Regions from separate parts of the Mus musculus genome. Here region 2 is linked to region 1. Evidence: chromatin contacts called from public promoter capture Hi-C data. All regions are on one chromosome and are shown on one strand. The core of a region is the stretch at or near the end of the contact, and the rest is flanking DNA. Distances in the headings are between cores, read along the strand shown. Region 1 has its middle 150 kb from the start of Gm46516. Region 2 holds the start of 9130401M01Rik (RIKEN cDNA 9130401M01 gene).

Region 1 (3,036 bases), core at 458-2,957:
TGTTAATTTACTTTCATGATGATTTACTGGGGACCAAGATGGCGTACCTGGCATTCTCATTATCTCTGAGGGTAATGAAATCGGATATCCACAATACTTCACTTATCCGTGTTAAACATCTAGTTATACTCCTTTGTGTTTTCCTAACTTGAAAATGTTACAGAGTGGAGCCAGAAAACGAAAGTCATTTTACATTGTCCTTCAGTTAATCTTTGCATTTTAGTTGTCTGCATTTCAGTTATGAGCAAGAGTGAGATGACATTGTTGTGCATTTATTTTGTGTGATACGTTGTTTCTTCCTCTCTACATATACGTATGTATGTATGTATGTATGTATGTATGTATGTATGTATGTATGTAGAAAGGAGGGAGGAAGAAAGGAAGCTAGGAGAAAAGGGAGCTAAAAAACTCTGCAAAGTTGTCTAAGGTACATAGATGCATTTATTATTAAAGTGCTCTTGGTGGAGTGGGAGCCTAGCCTATCTTCAGGGACCACATTGTTAGTACATCCTTAAGTTAGCTTTATTAAACTAAGAAAAATTGAGCTTATTATGCAGCTGTTTGGTTTCATATAACAGAAACTGACTCTGGTTAACTTATGCAAAGAGGTAATTTATTGGAAGGAATAAAGTTGTTTGTGGACTATAAAGGGGAGTGGAGGACTTGGCCTGCACAGATGTGTGTGTGTGTGTGTGTGTGTGTGTGTTGGAGGCTGTGAGAACAGAGTGTGATTTCCTTACATTAGGAACTGATGAAATACCTTTGCCTTAATACTTTTCTACCTCAGAGAATGAAACCTAACTGTGCCTAATACTTTTCGTAATTCTGCCACAGATCAATATTTTGGGGAGCACATTTGTGTTCCCTGGATATGTCCTATGCTTGTCCTTTGGCTGACAGTGGGCAGAGTGACTCGATTAAAGTTGTAAAATCATGTTTAGACAGGGAAGAGGGAGCTCTCCACAAGGAAATTGCAATTACATTTACATAAGAAGGGCATGATATTGGATGGCAGCTAAGACAAGTCACTGTGCAGGGTCAGACCTGTTTTACATTATAGGAACCAGAGAGGTGGAGTGCTCCAGATGGGAGTTCTAAAATAAAAGCCAATCTGTATTTACATGACCATCCTTTTTGAAATGGATGAAATAGGCAGAGGGGTCCATGATGGTCATTTACAGGGACTACTGAGGTCCAAATTTGGGAAAGATTGGGTGTCTGAGCCTCTATAGTCCAAGACAAAAACAGTTCCAAGTACTCCAGAGACAACAAAGAGAGCAGGAGAAATTGCTGTATTCTTGTTAATGCCCAACTCTTTTTTATCTCAGCAACAGGAAGTCCCTGAAAGTCTCTTACAAAATGAAGGGAAGAAACAAATATGGATTTTTAATGTATTGCCTCTTCTCTGTCTCTGTCTGTTTCTGTCTCTGTTGTCTGTCTCTGTCTGCCTCTGTCTGTTTTTGTCTCACTGTCTCTGTGTTTCTCTGTCTTTGTGTCTGTCTGTCTTTCTCTCTCTCTCTCTCTCCCTCTCTCTCTCTCTCTCTCTCTCTCTCTCTCTGTGTGTGTGTGTGTGTGTGTGTGTGTGTGTGTGTGAGAATACGCGCGTGTATTCTCAAGGGGAGCCGATCCATTAGTAACAGGCAGACATGCCAAAAGCAATAAAGGGGCAGGCTCACTGGGCTAAGCAGGCAGTAGTTACAGGCTTTCCAGGAGAATCTTGCTCATTCATTAATTCTAGCCTTGGAAGGGAGCCAAGCTGTGTGGTTTCACCACAGCAAGGGGCGCGATCCTGATGATTAAATGCCCTTTGTTGCCTTGCATTTAACTTTTTCTAGTAACTCACTTTGAAGAATGGAAAACTGAGTTTTCAATGCTTTGTTGTCTGCTGAAGCTAAAGCTAGCAGTAATTGAAGCCAGCCGAATGAGGAAGGGAATGGTCAAGGTAAATCTTGGAGCACAAAGGAAGTCAAGGGACGGAGCGGTGGCTCAGTGTGTTCTCTATTCCTCTCTTGATGCGAGTGAGATTTTAGCTGCAGCATATTTTTGGAAAATCATGTACCATTTGGAAAATATGCTCCCTTCACCATTCTCTCTGGATTACTTATGCTCTACTGTGTACACAAGACATAGGGCTCGAACAATAAGAATGGCATTGCTGGGGAGATATCGTCATATGTAGCTGTCTATATCACACTGGGTTATCTCACCCCCAAATCCTTTGCTTTGTTTGCATGGCTGACAACTTAAATTATTTAATTAAGTTAACACCTCTGTTTTACCTTGATAGACACGTTTGCATTGTCTTGAGCGAAGGAAATGCTTCTGTTTAGTAATGTTTAAAACATATTAATGAACTAGCTAGATTCAATACCTGGGCTAGTAATTGTTATAAAGGAGGTGATTTATGGATGCTAACTAAAATGAGTAGAAAAATAAGGCCACTTTTTAATCTCCAAATGAAGAGGAAAATTTGAATATAACTTAACAATATTGAGACTAAGTAAATCGTTGAAATAGTCAAGGTTGGAGACTGTGTGAGCAAAGTTCTGTTCTATAAACTATTAAAACATGAAAGATAGTGTACTCGAGCATGGAAAACTACTGAACTTTAGGTTGAAAACCAGACATCATAGACTCCACTTCCTACCCCAAGACCTAGTTATAGCCTTGGCATCTTTAGGCTTATTTTCATGCTTGCTTTAACTTGACTTCTGGGTAGGAGAAGGATAAGGTTCTGAGGAGGTGGTTAGAAATTTCAAAAGGACATTTAGGCTTTATATTTTGCTTGGTGAATGTGTATAATATGTAAAGGAATATGGTAGCTCTGGAACACCATGGCTAATACCTTCTAGCAGGAAGTTGCACATATATATCTATAAATGTATATATGTATACATAGATATATTCTTTTTTAGTTTATTAAAACATAATTATATCATAAATATTAAGGAATTACATTCCTTGTCCAAATATTTCTTATGTCCTCCTGCCTCTTGTCCATAAGAAATTCATGTTTTTTTTAAACTATTATTATTA
Region 2 (2,943 bases), core at 33-2,532, 2.0 Mb after region 1:
ATCACATGTCTATACATGTCAATGACAGATTTAAAAAATAAATAAAAGCACACGGTTTCAACCACAGTGAAGTTATTGGAAATGACATCACCAAGTGCAGTCCAGTGACTCTTAAAGTGCTATCTGCTTTCTTTTAGAGCAATTGAGAGTGAATAGGGACTGACAAAATTGTGCACAAGACGTAGGAAACTGTGATTATGGCGATGGTCCTATTATAAAAATGCTACAAAGGCACACAGAGCACAGGAAATTTTAACTGGAGTCAGGTTTCTGTGCATCCCAGACAAAGATTTGGAGGATCTGAGGACACATCTGTAAGACGACCTCTTCTGATGTAAACCCACTGGACATAAGGTGAGATCCAGATGTAACTACCAAGAAAGAATTAAAAAAAAAGGATGAAAAGCATTCTGCATGCCCAATTTTCCAGCCCCAAAGAAGCATCTCCTATTCTCTTTTACAATAAAACCTGCTGAGGCTGAAGAAAGTCTCTAAATTCTGTTGACTCAGTACAGTTAACATTGTAATAGCTTGGTTGTATTCTGAGAAATACACTTCACTGAGTATCAAGGCTCATCATAAGCGTGCTAAATTAGTGCCTCTCCTTCTACTGGGCCATCACAGTAAGAAAAACTTTGTTCTATTCTTTAAACACTGGGTCACTCGAGACGAGGTATTTGAGCCACCGTTAGGTTCGGCACTCTGCAACCATTTAGTCACATAGCTAGCCATCCCAACTCAACAATAACATATCCAAGTCTCAATACATTACTAGGAAATGATGAAACATAATTAGCTTGGAACTATTTTATTCTTCTAGGCAGCCAGCAGGCCTGCAAGGATGCTACGGCGGAGCACCTGGGCGGGGCTGGAGGCAGGAAGGGGGCGTGTGATGCTAGCCCGGGCCCGCCTGCAGGACACGTGGGTTGAGGGTGGGGGACGGAGACAGACAACCCGAGGGTACAAGAGTGAAGTCGCCGTGCTTGGTTGCAGGGCGGGTGGACAGTGACGGTGGTGGGCCTCGCCGCAGGCCGGCTCCAGAGCGGAGCGGCAAGAGGGGCAGCCGTCTCACCTGCGGCTCGCAGAGCTTGGCGCGGTAGGGGGAGGGCGGCTCGGGCCGGCGCTCCGGCCTCTGCTCGAACACCGAGTCCTCAAATTCGCCGCCCAGCACCCAGCATCCGGTCTCCATCGCGCGGAAGTGCAACTGGACCTCGAAACGAGGCGACACCTAGAGCGACGCCCATCACCCAGCCTCCAAAGCGCGCGACAGCAGCCGCGCCAAGGCTGCCGAGGCAAGGTAGAGTGTAGAGCGGCACCGGCGCGCCGCCCACACGGAAGCGGTGGGTTGTCGGCCGGAGCGTTGCATTCTGGGAGTGGTAGTCTTTCAGCGGCTGGGGATTTCCGTGGTGGAGCAGAAATTCTTGCCTGACTCCAGGGCCTCCTAAACCACCCAACAAAGGTTTTGACCTCTTTGTGTCTAGAGCTGGATAGAGTGAGTTCCTCCTGAGTACCTCGAATAGTCGTGGTCTCTGGAGAGCCAGTTAACTTGGTAAGTATCAGCTTTAAACCACTGACAGTATTCTCCCCATTTTATTTTGCATTTTATTTCTAAAATTTCTTTCCCAATAACTGTGAGAAGAGCCCGGTTATTCTTATCTTGTAAAAGGAGATACTGGGCTTGAAGAAGTCAGGTAACTTGTTCAAAAGCCCAGGGTCTCTGAAGAAGAGACCAGAACTCTTCACGCATTTACTAAAAAAACTAGACATCACAATTTAAAGACTTGGATCAAGGCTAGCAGAATTTTGAGACTTTCAAGAAACGTTTTGACTCTAGAATGTAAAGGTCGTGGACAAAACACTGGCTTGTGTTATAGAGCACTAATGTGGAGCTAGTAATAAAGCTTTTCTATTTGCCCTCACACTTGCTCCTCTTCCACCAGTTGCTTCCAGGGTTTTTCCTTCAGCCCTATTTTCTACTCTACAGACTCGTACAGGGCAACCCAAACCACCTCCCCGGATTTCAAAATTCATCTGCCCTTGGCTCACCAAATGTGGAACTCAGTGCATATTCAATAGCCTCATTGGAAGAGTCCACGCAGGGAGCCTCCAGGCAGTAGCTACTGTGGGATCCATCCAGAGAAGTTCTTTTTTAATACCTGGGGTTTTTGTTTTGTTTTCTCATCAGAAATGCAATACTTCTTATTAAGAAAAATTCAGATATTATAGAGAATTATAAGAAAAGTTCCTAATATCACCAGGAAAAAAATAATGTCCTAAAAAGGGCTATACTTGCCCTAATCCCAGTATGCCCTGTCTATGCCCAGAACTGTGTCAGCACAGTACTGAAGGACTGCAAGAGCCACGTGTGTGTGGCTCTGTTGCCTTGGCTCGCTAGCTGTGTGACCCAGTCTATAAAATGGGTATTGATTAAAATAAGGCACACAAAGCTTTAGAGGTGAAAGGGGTGTCATGGGTGTATTCAAGATCTCTGCTCCAGGAGCGGAGGAAGAGCAGAGCAAAGGCGGGCAAGGAGGAGTTCTTCCAGCTTTTTCTTTATGAAAGATATTTGATCTCAGAATGTCTTCCCTCCTGCTCAGGCCTGCTAGCTCTAGCCTCCTGCCCAACAACTGAACCAGAGCGTGTGCTAAAATGGCAGCAGTTGTTTAAGGGCTGCACGTGGGGAAGTGATAGCTCTTTGCCCTTTGCACTCAAGATTCCTGGGCTCAGTAGTTTCCAACCTTTTGCTAAAAGAACCTCCTTGCTTACTCTACTCCCACAGTCATGGCAGATTTGTCTACAAAAAGAAAGCTATGTCTATTGACTAGTAATTGTTTACCTTTCATTTGAAAATGTGAACCCAAATTTTTTTTTAAGATTTATTTATTTATTTATTATATGTAAGTACACTGTAGCTGTCCTCAGACACCCCAGAAGAGAGAGTCA

The links. Promoter capture Hi-C pulls out the DNA fragments that hold promoters and counts their contacts.
Region 2: a promoter capture Hi-C map of 3T3-L1-derived adipocytes shows a contact between it and region 1, with 9 times the contacts expected there. The contact joins the promoter of 9130401M01Rik here to the enhancer-like site in region 1. A contact is called at or near these places in 4 of 39 promoter capture datasets (3T3-L1-derived adipocytes, cranial neural crest, embryonic stem cells and 1 more).

What each region holds. Positions count from the first base shown.
Region 1 is chr15:56,076,229-56,079,264 of GRCm38.p6, forward strand. No RefSeq gene overlaps it. Among named protein-coding and RNA genes, the nearest start is that of Gm46516, 150 kb to the left of the region's middle. Within about 2 kb of position 1,708, at least 42 of the 459 cell types and tissues checked have an H3K27ac peak or open chromatin away from gene starts, as enhancers often do.
Region 2 is chr15:58,033,012-58,035,954 of GRCm38.p6, forward strand. 9130401M01Rik (RIKEN cDNA 9130401M01 gene) reads right to left here and starts at 1,283. Exons shown (of 6, transcript NM_029418.4): 1 at 1,073-1,283. The coding sequence starts at 1,189.